Linked DNA regions of Triticum aestivum: region 2 is linked to region 1. A link is a contact called in public Hi-C data. All regions are on one chromosome and are shown on one strand. The core of a region is the stretch at or near the end of the contact, and the rest is flanking DNA. Distances in the headings are between cores, read along the strand shown. Region 1 holds the start of LOC123046629 (myosin-1). Region 2 holds the start of LOC123046687 (formin-like protein 16).

Evidence for each region. A called contact is a pair of places that touch in the nucleus more often than the background predicts.
Region 2: a contact with region 1 is called in a Hi-C map of leaf, with 4 times the contacts expected there. The contact joins the promoter of LOC123046687 here to the promoter of LOC123046629 in region 1. A contact is called at or near these places in 2 of 5 Hi-C or Micro-C datasets (both in leaf).

The regions. Positions count from the first base shown.
Region 1 is chr1A:293,865,828-293,873,217 of IWGSC CS RefSeq v2.1, forward strand. LOC123046629 (myosin-1) reads right to left here and starts at 2,221. Exons shown (of 23, transcript XM_044470027.1): 1 at 1,381-2,221. The coding sequence starts at 1,782.
Region 2 is chr1A:294,528,750-294,536,137 of IWGSC CS RefSeq v2.1, forward strand. It overlaps LOC123046687 (formin-like protein 16), which reads left to right and starts at 5,938. Exons shown (of 2, transcript XM_044470101.1): 1 at 5,938-7,220. The coding sequence starts at 6,322. LOC123046696 (vacuolar protein sorting-associated protein 52 A) reads right to left here. Exons shown (of 19, transcript XM_044470112.1): 14 at 5,264-5,314; 15 at 5,002-5,181; 16 at 4,030-4,164; 17 at 3,871-3,945; 18 at 3,254-3,311; 19 at 2,748-3,161. The coding sequence ends at 2,860.

The DNA of each region.
Region 1 (7,390 bases), core at 971-3,470:
GGAGGGGGAGCGCTTCGACGCCTAGGCGTCGCCTTAGGGACGCTTTTAAAACATAGGTACATACCATGAGAGACTACCAAAATGATGGCATCTTCTACTACTTCATCATAACTAAATTAACACTATATAGATATACATAGTTTAGTTCATCACCTACGGCTGCCCTTGCCCTTGTCCTCGTGCTCGCGAAAGTAGTGGTCAAAGACATAGTAGGGGTCGAGGAGGATCTGCTCGGCGCCAGAGCTGGACATGTCGGACACGACACTGGACATGTTCAGATCCTCCTCCTTGGGGGGGAGGCTGGCGAGGGTACGGACGGCCAGGGTTTGCTCCACAGCAAGGTCACGGGCGGCCCGGGCACGCCTCTTGGCCCAGATCCGAGCACGGGCTTCCTCGTCGCCGGCCGCCGTTACGCAACACACCTTCTCCCTTTCACGGCGGGCACGATCGTCCCTCGACCTCTTGGCCTTGCGCATTGACCTCCGACTCGGAGTCCGATGCCGCAGGGACAAGGATCCAACGCTGGCCAGCCCTCCTCTCAGCGCACGCCTGATGCGGTAACGGTGCGAACAGGCGATGCGAGCTTACGCCTGAGGCAATGCCACCAATGGATGCCATCCGGAGTGGCAGAGAAGGCGCCCAGCTGGTGGATCTGCCGCCCTCTCAGGAAACGGTGGACCGCAAGCCAAACAAACGGCTACTTCAAACTTGCCCGAGCCGGCAGCCAGATACCAGTCGATGGATCCGGACCGGGCGGACTCAGACCGCTGCTAGCCATGCCGGAGATGACAGGAGCTGTGCGGATAGGAACCGGGGGTGGTGCGGGGCTACCTGGAAGTGGAGTGGACTGAAGAATGGCTAGGGTTTGCTCCAGGGTGGGGATAGGGGGTGATTTTGTGGGGTCGGGATGGGCCGGTCCAACATGGCAGACGCGTCCGGGCAGCCCCAAATCCAACATGGCAGACACGTCCGGGCAGCCCTAAATCCGCCCCACGAATGGGTCGGACAGCCTGGACGTTTGGGCTGGGTTTGAGGGGTCCGGGTGGGTGGCTGTTTGAGGTGTCCGAGCTGCCGCTCGGACGTTTAGGGGGGGAAGTGGGGGTCCGGTTGTAGATGCTCTAAAGCACGTAGAAATGGAGTTACATCTTGGTATCTATGTAGCTCAGCCTAGCACTTCACAATTGTGTTTACTGGTTGCTGGAAATAGGCTCTACAGCTGGTTAATGCAGGAATTCAATCAAACTACCAAAAAAGAAAACTCTGAATAATAGGAGTTCACAGATTCAGAAACCACAAAACTTTTAAGCATTATCCATATAAATTCTGCCATTCCAGAAGTGTCGGAAAACAGAAAGGGCAAAAACGAAGGGGGAAAGCCACCTTTTTAGCACCGTAGGAGCTGGTGTCACCCCATCTGGTGTCGCGTGGTGAGGGGCCAGCAGCCGCCGTCGGCGACGGCCTCCGCAGCGTTGCGGCTGCAGAGGACGCCGAATCGACCTCCCCGCCACCCCCAGCACTCTCCTCCTCCTCCGTTGTCGTCGCCTTGGAGCTGTAGGGAGAGTCGGCGTCTCTCTCGGGCGGCACCGCCTCCCCTTCCTCGTCCGCCGCCGCAGCAGCGGCCCGGCGCCCGACGCCGTTGGCCGCCGGGCCGGCTTCGACGCCGGCACGCGCGGCGGAGTACTTGTAGTCGAGCGACATGGACCGCGCGGGCTGCACCTTGGTGGGCCCGCGCGGGCGCAGCGCCGCGGACTTGCGCACGGACCGCACCTCCACCGACGCCATCGCCGGCCGGCGCGCCCGAGATCACCTCGCGGAGAGCCCCAAAACTCCCGCCTCCGACGGGATCTCCGCGCTGACCACCTCAAATCCACACAGCCCAACCTCCTCCCAGCGCCAATCCAATCCCCCGCGCCCAGCAAACGACTCCCAAATTCTACAGAAAACCGCAGAAAAACACCACCGGACCAGCCGATCTGGGAAACCGCCGAGGCCTCAGGAATGGCAGCGCGCGCGAGCTCCCCGTGGCCGTGGAGATGCGCAACCCCGTGGCCGTGGCTCCTCCTCCACAGGCGCAGCAGCTCGCGTACGCCTCCTCCCCTCTCTCTCTCTTTCTCTCGGGGGAAGGGTGAGAGAGCCAGCGACAGGGACAGAGTCACCAGAGGGAGGGAGAGAGAGAGTGGGGGAGGAATATTTTAATGGAATTAAGGCACCTCGCTTTTAGTATCCGGGACGAATTACGTGGTGGTGGTGGTTTAAAAATGTTCAAATCTAAATGGGGGTGGCCGGGTGGGTGGAGGGGGGAAGGTTTTGAATCCGCCACATGGCAAAGCCCTCCTCTCACTCACAATAATTCTAGTTCGGCCGCTGCTGGTGGCAGGATCAGGATGGATTCATCAGATCCAGGGGAAAAAAGTGTGGCTGGCATAGGAGTCAGCAACGGGTGGCCTGCCTCGCGGTGACGGCGCGCTAACGGCTCCGGCCGTTGTTCCCTACCCAAAATGCCGACGATGGCCTCAGGTTTCAAAGAATTATCAGGGACGATGCGCAAAAAGAAAGAATTACCAGGGACGACGACGATTCTACGGGAGAGGAAAAATGCAGGGGACAGGTGTCTCCGTGCTCGTGGTAAAAGAAAGGCATCTCTTGACTTTTCCTCTTGGACAGTGCTGTCGTATGCTTCAGTCCAAACCAGTGGTTAAGCATGTTTGTTTCTATATATGGTTTCTGGTTCTTCTTTTCTTTTCTGGAGTCGTAAATGAGTACTAGTAGTAGTACTAGTGGCAGGTATTTAAATCCTCTCGAAAAAAGTACTTCCTCTATAAACTAATATTTGATCGTTTAGATCACTACTTTACGAAGGGAGTAGTAGGTTTTTAATATTTCATGAGAAAGAATACATACATTGCTGGTGCGAAATGTGCCTTTTGTGTATAATATTCTTTGCACAGGGATTTGTAAATTGTTGAAATAAAAAAAATCGAGGAATGCATACACAGTTAGAACAAGGACGAAATTAAGGGGGTCTCTGGTTCTCCATCTTGCAGGATGCTTGGTTGTGCTCGATTTCAAATAACAAGTCGGCAAAATTTTAAAACATACTGCTTCCGGATGTTTACACGAGCTCCTGGTCAATGTTATCTTCACATTGTTTGACCCGTTATGTTTGAGGGACTGATTCAGCATTGCGCGTGTCGCTTTACAGGTGGCCTCGTACGTCAGAGGAAAAGCGGATTTTGCAGAGGTAAACCGACAAAAGGTCACACAACCACTCGCTGACAAGTGGTCCAGAGACCTCTCCACCACGCAAGCTGCTGCTAACGGTTAGTGCGAAATGACTTTTCGGCCCCTAATATTGAGAGTTACATTGAGGACACAGACGTAATTGGCAGGCCTGGAAAGGAAATGCACGCAAAAACGTGACCGGATAATGTAGCAGTGGCTCGTAAACAAATACCGACCTGATGACTACGCGGCAGCCAGACCCGGATGAGGTCTAGCACCAACGTCTCGTCCCGTTTTGAACAGCAGCCGTAAGATGGGGATCGGGCGGACACGAGCGGGTCGTCAAGTGCGGCTCGGAAGAACGGGTCTCTCTGCGCCACATGACGGCACCTCATTTTGTCTCTGTTCGTTTCGATCCATTCAAAACTGCATGTACACGTGTATGTAGGCGCCGTCCAAACGGTTTCTGCGTCACTTCTTTTTTCTTTTTTCTTTTTGAGTTAGTTGCCGCTTCTCCTTAAGGGCATGGCCAACGCGTCGTCCCAAAGGTAATGCCCCGTCAGCCAAATAGGCTCGGATGCCACCATGACAGTAAAGCTATAGCCTGAAGGTGACAGGTGATTCCTGCAGAGGAGGCGGCTTCCTCGAGCGAAAAAGCGGGAAAAGTGATGAAAAAGCGAGAGAAAGAGGAATGGGGAGGAAAGAAACTGGTTCGAGATCGCGACCATGGAGGGCCACGAGCTCGGATACACGACCATGCCCAGCGGCGCAAGCTCAGGATTGTGGACATGGCGGTTGCGGCCGACCTAAAGCAAGGGCAATTTGGGAAATCGAGCTCTTCCATGTGGGAGTCCCGCACCGATCAAATCTGAAAATAGGGATAGAATTTTCGTGCGTGGAGAAATACAAGAGCTTCACCAAATCTCACCTCGATTTGTTAGACAGAAGCGGGATTGGAGATTTCCTGTGAGTTTGGGGCAGATGGATAGCTGAATCGATCACAAGTAGGGAAGATTTGGAGAAGAATGCACACAGAGATGGATGGATCGAGAAGAGAATAGCTTGCACAGGGAGGACGTGGGCCCCAGTGAGTGGTTATCCTAGGTTAGTGCGTTGGGATTAAAAATCAAACCTATAGCCTCATTTATTTCTTTCGTCTACGTGGACAACGCGGCAGCACCAACGTGATGCCACCATTGTACATGCGATGAGTAGTATCGGTTGAGGGCATCTTCCATGCTGACGCGCAAATTTGCTATGACATCTGTCCGTGGATAGAAGACCCGTTCAGGGACACTGATGTCGGAGACGGCCATCCAACACTATGTCCGATAGTAAAGGAAATTTTTGAAATTCAATTAAAATCTGAACCATACACGTGCCGTGTCACACCAACGTCAGATCACATGCCCGATCACACACAAAAAGAAGCAAGTATGTTGTAATTTTTACATGCCCAGTCACAAAAAAATACCAGTTTGGCAGTCCGTGCAGAAAATTAGATTTTCTGCCCTGCCAGGCCGGTAGTTCGAACTTCCACGCTCAAGGTGTCGTCGCCGCCGCGTACGCTACCTCCAACTCATCTTTCTGCCGATCCAACATCTTATAGCGGACGGCTTGCATGATTATTCTTGCCTCGGCATCCAAATCATCCAAATTCAAGGTCCTTGGCGTCCTCCACATCGGCCGCTATCTGCACCTTCTTCTCTTCGAACATGGCCTTTTTCTCTTCGAGAAGAAGACAGTGGGAGAAAAAGACGGGAATTGAGTGGAGAGTGGCGGGACGAAAGAAGAGAGTGGGGATTTTTTTGCCACGGAAACAGGGCGGGCGTCTACAAAAGCGCGGACTCTGCCTGTCTTTTGGCTAGGCCGGGGGTGTCGGAGTCCTACGTGCCTGTTCCGGATTCTCGCAAAAACCTCCACGATTGGTTTCAGTTTGCCGGAAAATAATGGTGCGGACCGCTCGACGGACCGATATAAGCCCGCGTTGGATGGCACAAGACGTCCAGACCATGCAGTCCAGACGTATGCGGACATTTTGAGGGTTGGTGTTGAAGATGCCTTGAAAAATGGAGTTTTTTTAGCAACATGTAACATGTAAAAGCATCTGCATCCAGATCTTCCAACTCCCTATTTGTCCACATATTGTTAAAAGAATCGGCCGAAATCACTATTCTGACCCTATCAACAAACTTTGTCACAAAATGAACTCGACATGAAAGTATTTCACGATCTGACCCTTTTAGCAACGCCAGAGTCCGCGGCGTTTCTTTCCCAAAGGAGAAACGCCGAGCTAGCTAGCGTTCCTGCTCAAAGGAGAAACGCCGAGCCAGCTAGCGTTCCTGCCCAAAAGAGAAACGCCGAGGTTGCTCGCGTTGCGGACCAGGTAAGCAACGCCAGGGGCTTTGGCGTTTCTGCGTTGGCACCCAGCCCATTCGCTGCTCCGTCGCCAAAGTAAAAAGCTGCTCCTAAACCCAGGGCCTAAACGCCAAGCCCTATGGCGTTTCTGGCCAGGGCAGCAACGCCCACTTGCTTGACGTTTCTATGTGGACTGGAAACGCTAACTACTCCGGCGTTTGAATGTGGATTTGAAACGCTAGCTAGCTCGGCGTTTTTATATGAAGAAGAAACGTCATGGTCTGTGGCATTGTTAAAAGGGTTAGATCGTGAAATACTTTCATGTCGAGTTTATTTTGTGGCGAAGATTGTTGAAAAGGTCAGAATAATGATCTCGGCCAAAAGAATCTTCTTCAACCTGACATTTCAAAAATAGTTCATTGGCTCTGGTTGTCCGACACCCCAAACCTAGCCCATATATGTGGTGGATTTGGAGCCGGACGCTACGCATCCGCCACGTCAGACGCAACATGTCAGACCCATCCTAAAATCGCCCGGGATCGATCCCCATCTCCCTCGCCGTCAACTTGCTTTCTTCATGTATGTTATGTCCTCGTCCGCGTTCACGCCCTGCCCATTCTCCCCCTACCCTAGCTCCGTCGTTGTCCCCCGTCCGTCCTAGATGTCCTTGTCACCCTAGTACGTCCTACCTCGCACCCATGCCTTGAGATTTTCTTTTTTGCACATCTGTGGACACAATAATTTTTTTACGGGACACGTATAATCTCCCCCTTCCCCAACTTCCCTCATCTTTACGGAATATCGCCTTTCCATATAATTTGGCGGGCTGAAACTTGAGAAGAGGAGCACCACACACAACCCATGTCCACACGCGCCACCACGCCTGGCCGCCGCTACATCGCCTTGCACCCCACCTCGTTGGCTCACACGTGCAACTGATTCGGAGGCCCTGAGCAATTAGCTAGGCTTGTTTAATGAAAATAATAACATAGGAAAAAATTATGGGAACAAAAAAAAAGTTGTCAAACAACTTCATCTAAATTTAGGGGAGCTATTTGGAATTGCTCTAACATTAGTACATCACCAATACAAGAACCAGGTTGTTGCTATTCCGGGATTATTTATTTGTTTATTTGTGAGTAATATTTATTTATTTATTTGCGGGTGAACTACTCCAGGAGTTTAATCTTTCCTCTCTTTTTTCTGAGATGGAGCCTTAGGAATAGAAAATCTGAAAGGGCACGCCGTAGTTGATTCTCTCCTTCTCGAATGAGATCGGTCGATCGATCACGAGAGACGGGTTTCTTTTCTTTTCTTGAATAAAGACACCCAATGGGATCATTTGGAGCACACAACAGGAGAATATTTGTCATATTGGCCCCTACCTTTTCAGTACCGTGATAAGCTTAACTAATACCCGGCCCGTGCCTTTTTTTTCTAATCACAGCAAAGTCATTGGTTAATTAATCAACCTCGTGCTGTGGATGTACTTGTTGGTACGTCGTCGGGCATGTGCCGATGTACGTGAGGAGCTTTCCTCACGAGCTCCCTACGGAAAAGGGCCATTGATGGGATCGAGGCTTTTCTTTTAGTGATGAAGAGAGGAAAAAGGCGTTTCCCGGATGAGTGCCCGCTTTTGACTCGCTAGCTCCGGCCGGTGGGTTCGTGCTTGGGTTCGGAAGCCATAGCTCAAAGCTTCAAAAGAAGTCCTGAAAAAAATGTACACATATAGAAATTAGATGAATTTTTTTAGCATACAAATGACTAGTCCCTCCAATCCAAAAAAAGTATCGTTGCTTTAAAGGGTGCT
Region 2 (7,388 bases), core at 4,688-7,187, 670 kb after region 1:
GACTTGTATATTTAGGAGCGGAGGGAGATCTATTATGAAGGACGAGATTTGCAAGTACCTCCATCCGTCCGGTCCGACTCTCTTTCACTCCCAGCCGACTATGGCAGGCAGCTGGTGTCTTCCTGGATGGTTTGATATATTCAGTCCACCAGCACCCAAGCAAGCAAACTGGAAAGATAAAAACACAGAGATGGCTAGCCACCAAAACCAAAATGGACAGGCCCCCACGAGGGATGGCCTATCACCAACAACCGCCACCGTCGTACCGGCTGTCTGATGGATGGACGGACGGACGGACGGACGGCGAGGAAAGGATCATGCTCCAGCCGCCCCTCTCTAGCCCAGTGGAGAGGAGTGGTGGGGTCTTTCGCAATGCATGCACCACACCGGCATCTCACTCTCGGAACCTGTCGCAATTTCTGGTTGCTTACAGACCATCTTGTGACAGGCCTTATTTACCTTTACATCCCTCTTAATATATAGGCATAGAGCAGCCAATTCCTCAAAAAAGAAAGATGTGACCATACCTCAAGTAAACAAAAGCAGACCAGTTCGCTCAAAAAAAAAAAGGCAAAACAGCTGAATTGTTGTATGCGGAAAATTGTATACTGTTTCATGCGAATTTCCCAGCCACTGAATCGCCTGGAGCTGCAGCTTTGCAGATAGGCGGACAACGCAGTGCACGAGAATCCGAGTCAGGATGGCACTGGCTGTAGCTGTCTATCTCTGTCCAGTCCACTATGTTCCTCCTGATTCTGCATGAATCGTACAATCGCCACTGTACCACAATAAGTCTGATATCACCATGGCTTAAGAATAGAATAGTCACGTCCATCTTTTGATCCAAAAGAGATCTTGGAGGATCGCGTGAGATCAATGGATAGCATGGATTGGACGATCAAGATGGGGACATGAAGGATGGTTTCTCACCACTTCCATAAGGCGGATTTTGTTTTTCCCTTATGTTTAGCTAGATTGGAACGGTGCTCAAAGGCTGATAAATCTGGGTCCCCGGCTCTGATCCACAACTTCGTCGCCTGCAATAGCGCTGTCATCAGTGACTGTTAACGACTCTATTACAGTACCACTTTTGTGGACATTTATCATGCTGATAGAGACTGTTTGATTCACTGCCAAATTTTACTTTCCACGGTATGCGCTTGGTCCACCATCAAAGTTGTGTTGTGCCGTACCTTCCTAGCCATAAAATCTGCCTGTCATACTCCTTTCCCCTCACTTCTCGACTAAATTGTGGTGGAAGCATTCTTATCCAAAATAAGTTTGGTGTCATGCACTCTGCCACGATTAGGCGGCAAAGAGTAGTAGCCCACCACACACCCATGGAACTGGAGAAGACGGTAAGGGTTAGTAGGCACTTAATCTAGTATAGGCCTTTGTGCTATGCAACTAGGGCATCTGTCTAGTATCCGTGCATATAGCTGAACAATTGAGAAACACATGGTGTCTAACCACAGAAACAGCTTCAATCTTAGAAACCAAGAAATCCTAGCTTTTGTTTATTCTAACTCTAATCAAGCAAAAATTAGAAGTAACACGAACCAAGCAGAAGTTTGATAATGGATGAATGACAGAAAGTAATAGGGTGGAAACTTAAAAACCCTACAATGTGGAATCATAAGTCACAGTGATGTAACATTAAGCTTTAGTATTTCAATAGTACTTTATACTCATAACAAACTTCAATCCTTCAACTGTTCGTCGCACACATATTGGTGAAATCATAGCAGCAGCGCTCCTTGGTTATTTTGTGATTTATTTAGTCCAATGTGCAATTATGTAGTTTACCACACATAGTTACAAAATAAATATTGAAGATGCAGAAGAAATAGCATGCAATCGATTTCTGCCAATTTGCAAGCAGGAGCTACATGCACAGGGCTGCCCTTTTTTTCAAGCAATCTTAATTTAAATACTGAATTTATTGCATTTAGTTAACATAAGCCGATAAAAATGGTTTCACATAAGCATATTGAATTTCAATTGGATCACCTCCAGCTAGGAAGCTACAGACCTACAACAGTTCCATTATAACATTATCTAAATCCAAAAAAGAAAATGTAAGTGCCTGCGGAAAAGTAGGGAAAAGATAAGATAAGGCACTTACCTTCACCAATCGACAATGATACGTCAACTGAAACTAGTGGAAATGTAAGCCCAAGGGTATCGCACCAAATACCTTGTCCCCTAGATAGCTGGAGCCAGGATTTGATGGACCCTGTATCACACTATGGTAGTTCAATCATACAAGCAAGCTTCAAGTAATGAGAAGTATATATCAGAAGACTGTACATAAGCTTGATTTTGTTTCACATTTTCCTGTGACCAATCATAAAAGAATAAATTCATAATTAAAACAGGAGAATCTATTATGCTATTAATGAAGTAGAAGAGCAAATTTAATAAAAAAAAATCTTACCCGTCATTTTAACTTTGATCTGTACCTACAGCAATGATTTCTCTTCATGAAAAACTGATATAACTACAGCCCCAGTAAGTAAAACAAATTCAGGAATAAACTGTGACTAGGACATAATTGACGAGTATCATTTTGTCCACAACTTTCAGCAACAGTATATCCAATAAAATAAGCTATAATAAAAAATACATAATATCCAAATTTGCACTATTGCCTAATGTTGAAATCCAACTACAAATGACATTATTTGGTAGAAGGATTAAAAAATATCAACACTGATGTATTTTTCAGCTCTTTATTGCTTGACAGAGCACAAGTTCCTCTCCAGCTTTGATACTGAGAGTCCATCCACAATCATTTATTTGAGCCTCAATTACACAGAGGCGTAGGATATGTGCGTGGCTGCCATGCTATTCAAGTAACTAGAGTGTTCTTGAATATTTCCTGATTTCGTATGAAATCGAGGTGATAGAAACCAGATTCCTGTTCAAAGAAGATCCACCTGGGATCATCTTCACACATTCTGAGAGTCTGTTGTAGTCATTAAGCAACTGAGCCATTGCTGCTTTTAGAATCGCCATACCAGACACAAAGTTACTGCAACAAGTTACAACTTCATTGTGCATGAGCTCTAGAGCAGTTCTCCACTTCACGGCGAAGTTCTTCACAACCAGCTCAACATCAGCAATTTTTGGGCACTCAGTGTAAGAAATTAGGTCTTCGGCTGCAAAAGTGATAGTCATTTTCTGCATATTCCCAATTTCCCATGAGTAACAAAAATAACATACTTCGGCAATATAGTTTTGTCCAACTTACAAATGTGGTTCTTCACAAATTTAATTAAATCGCCAAAATACTCCATGAGCAATTCATCCTGTAAACCAGCAAAGGTCAAGAAAGTCAAAAGCTATCCATGGGTGTAAATTCAGTCGATCCATTTCCATTTGAGAAAAGAGGCATTATAAATCTGCTGTCTTTATCTTGATAAGGAAACTAACGGCCTAACCATATTCATCTGCCATCTGCTAAGCTGGCGATTTTTTTAAATAATTTGGCATATGATATGCAATGATGATATGCAACCTTCTATAACATTGATCGGATCTTAGCGGACAGACCGATACATCAAAAGCAAAAGTCATGAAGACACTGAGATTAGTTCTATGCCATATTATGTGCATGACTTTTTGATGACACTATTAATTTGATTTTGCAGAATTTTATTTGAGTGTATCATGAAGGCTACAATCAGCCATTTAGTGATTGACACTGAAATCATGTCTAAATGAGATCCCACTGTAGTTCAGACTCCAGCCGGGTTCCACTGTAGTTCCCTAAAATCATGTCAAAATGAGATCCCACCAAAAGTCAAGAAATGCTCTAACATTTAATTTTTTACACCGCGGTTGGCATGGGGTGATAGGACATTTTACCACAAATGAAACCAGGTTACTTTCCAGCTTCTCTTCAAAATATCTCCGCAGTTCTTTTGCTTCTTCACCAGCTTCCTGAAATACATAGGCATGGTAAACCCCAATAGGCTGAAAGGAGCACAAGATGAATAGTTATTTGCATGAAAGCACAAACCTAACCTTCAGGATAGAGATGGCCATGTCACAATTATTCAAAAGAAACAGGTGTTGCAGTTTCTGAGTTGCAAACTTTTCGGCAAATCTAACAAGTAGATCATCAACAGCTAAACGCAACCGTTTCAAGCTCATATCAAGCTACATAAATGATATTAGATATACTATAAGAAAAACATTAAAACAAATCAGGGTATTTTACTGAACCAACAAAGCTATTGGGAGAAAAACAGACACTGGCAAGATGATATTGCTAAAGCAGGAACAGAAATGCTGCTTTCCCTTAAAGACTGTTACAGTATATGTGGATTGCACTAACCCTTTCCATCAGTTCGGAATTTTGGTTGCGTTGGCTAGTGCATGAAGCTTAACATGGTATCAGAGCTAAGGTCTTGAGTTCAAGTCCTTGTTTGTGCAATTTATCTAAAAATTGCCGATGCCCCCCTTTGTGTCCACGTATAGGCCTCTTGAGTCATACGTGAGTTTCGCGCGCCGTCGCTCTCTTCCGGTTGCACGTGTTGACTTGTCTTCCCCGTCACACGTGAGAGGGGGTGTTACAGTATATGTGGATTGCACTAACCCTTTCCATCAGTTCGGACTTTTGGTTGCGTTGGCTAGTGCATGAAGCTTAACAAAGACGTCTTCCATGGTATAAATGATTTTATTGGAACGAAATGCATGTACTTAAGTACATCATATGCACCAACAATCATGAGAAGTCCATGAAATATATATTTTGAATGACGCTACTTAGTTAATCCAAAATTCAATAGAATGGGACACAGGTGCATGATTAAATAAGTGCAAATAGGTGATCAGGGCCATTGACTACAAACATACTGTAGAATATAGATATAGCGCTTTCCAATAAAAATCAAAACATTTATTTGTTTAGAAACACAGCAGATTTGCATTCAAAAATGAAATAAGCTAATGCTAGCAGAATCTGATGCTGGCTATTTATGTAACTGAACTAACCTGACCATCTCCACATTCAGCATTAAGTTGAATAAGAGATGCTGTGAACTCCATGTAGCACCTTACAATGTGGTGTGGATGGGTCCCATCCACCCATGACATTTTCGCATCACATTGGTACAAGCTTTGAATATACATGTCAAACACTATCTTGAAACGTGGCCAGAGATAGATGAGAGCCTGAAGAGAAAAGGACGGGATGCAATTTATTAAGAACAGAGTTAACGGGGCATTCAGAATAAATTGATGCCTCATCACAAACCTTATCCAAATATGTATCTAGACAAGGAAGCCGCCTGTTGGACATAACCAGCTGAAATGACAAAATAAGGGGAAAACAATTTTTGTTATCTTATTTTGCAAACATTTGACGGAGGTATGACACAGTAGATTAACAGGCAAAATCTATTTCATTGAGAAGAACCAACCTGCAACATAAGCACCACTGATGTAGTTTTTAAAGCACCTAAATTTGTGCTATTATAGCTAGGATGTCTGTTGTTATTGTGTCTTACTTGAAACAACTACTTACCGAAAAAGGCTTTCGCCCCGCTTTATATATAAAGCACCGATCAACAAGCACCCAGTACAAACGCACACCACCGCAACACACGCACACACCCAGGGCAGGATACATAGGTGCTGAGCGCAGCAACACCACCCCTAGCACTACCACCACGAAGAGATGAAGCTACGTATGACGAACCATGTGCTCCAAGGCGGCGCCTTCAGGAAGGGTACGACACCGGAGAGCCGCCACTGCCCGATCCAAGGATCAGAGTTTCCCCTGGTGCCGCATGACAGGCAATGAGAGCCGCGACGACGCCTTCAAGAAGGGAACAATCTTCGCCGCCGCCGGTCCGTCCAAAGATAGAACAGGTTTTCACCTCGGCCAACACTCACCGCCACCGAACGCCGCACCCCGGCAACCACGCCGCCCACACGGCCATGGTGACCGGGCAGCACCAAGGCACGGGCTCTGCCCAAGAGCACCGCGCTACCACCACCAGGGCCGCCGCAACGGCATCCAAGATCTTGACACCACCTCACCCAAAACCCACCGCAACCCCAACGAAAGAGACGAGCGGAAGGTCCCACCTTTCGCACCCCCGGGCAGCCCCCGGCGCCAAGACCCAATAGGCTGGCCAGAACTGGCATCCACCGACCCGTCATGCTGCCCCGAGCGCGAGACGAGCTCCGTCCTGCTGCACCATGCACGAGATGAGCTCGATCCTGCAGCACCGGGCGCGAGACAAGCGGTGGACCGTAGCTGGGAGAGGACCAGCCCTTTGATGGGAGTAGCGCCCGGGCAATGAGGAGATGGGGCGAAGGCTGAGACGATCCGAACGCAGACGAGCCGACGCCGGAGAAGCCGGCCGCTGCCGCGGGCAGATCCGTCGTGCCACCATGAAGCCGCCACGACACCGGGAGGCCACCACCACCGCACCTCCCCACGCCGCCGCCCACAGCCGGAGCAACGGCCACGCCCGACCGCTACCCTACCCGCGTCACCCGGCGAGCTCCAAGCGCCGGAGCCGCCGAGCACGCACAATTGGGTGCCACGCGCCGTCGGCCGACCCCCAACGCCAGATCCGGCCAGCACACATCGCCACCACCGCCACCAACCACGCCGTTGTTACCTCCGTCGAACCGCACGGAGGTCCCAGCCGACCGCAGCCCAAGCCAACCGAAGCCGGCACCAAGGAGCAACAAAAGCCACCGCCAGATGCAGTCGGCCGCCGCCCCCGCCACCACCACGCCTCCCCTATCCCCACCAGCAGCAGGGAGGAGACGATCGTGGGCCTTGTTGCCCGCAGCCCCGGCCAGCCAACGGCCGTCGGCGCCAGACCCGGCCAGATCTGGACGCGGACGACCCCCGCGCCACCACCCAAAGGACGCCGCCCCGCAGCCACCGCGCGTCGACAAGGAGCTAGAGCGCCGCCACCCGCTGCCAAGCAGAGGAACGGCCGCCCCGCCCGCCCGCCAACTCGCCGCCAGGCCCCGCGGCAGCCTGACGCCCCCGCGCGCCGTTCGGACCCTCGTCCTGCGCCGCACGCGGCGAGAGGGAAGAGCGCCCCGCCGCCACCTATGTCGGCTGGGCTTTGCCCGGCAGCGCCGAGCGGCGGCGGCGGGGGAGGAAGGCCGGAAGGGGAGGCCCGAGCTGCGGCGGCTAGGGTTTGCCCCCGAGGACCCGAGACTTCTTTTTTTTCTTCTTGCAGGTATTGTATATCAAATAACTACTTTCACTCTGGAGTATAGATCTACATTAAATTCTGAAGGATAGCAGAATAGTATACCTCGTTAAAAGTTAAATGTCTCAACTTTGACAAAAGTTGGTTTCATATCACCAAAGAAAGCAAAGTTCATATTCCTGGTAAGAACGATAA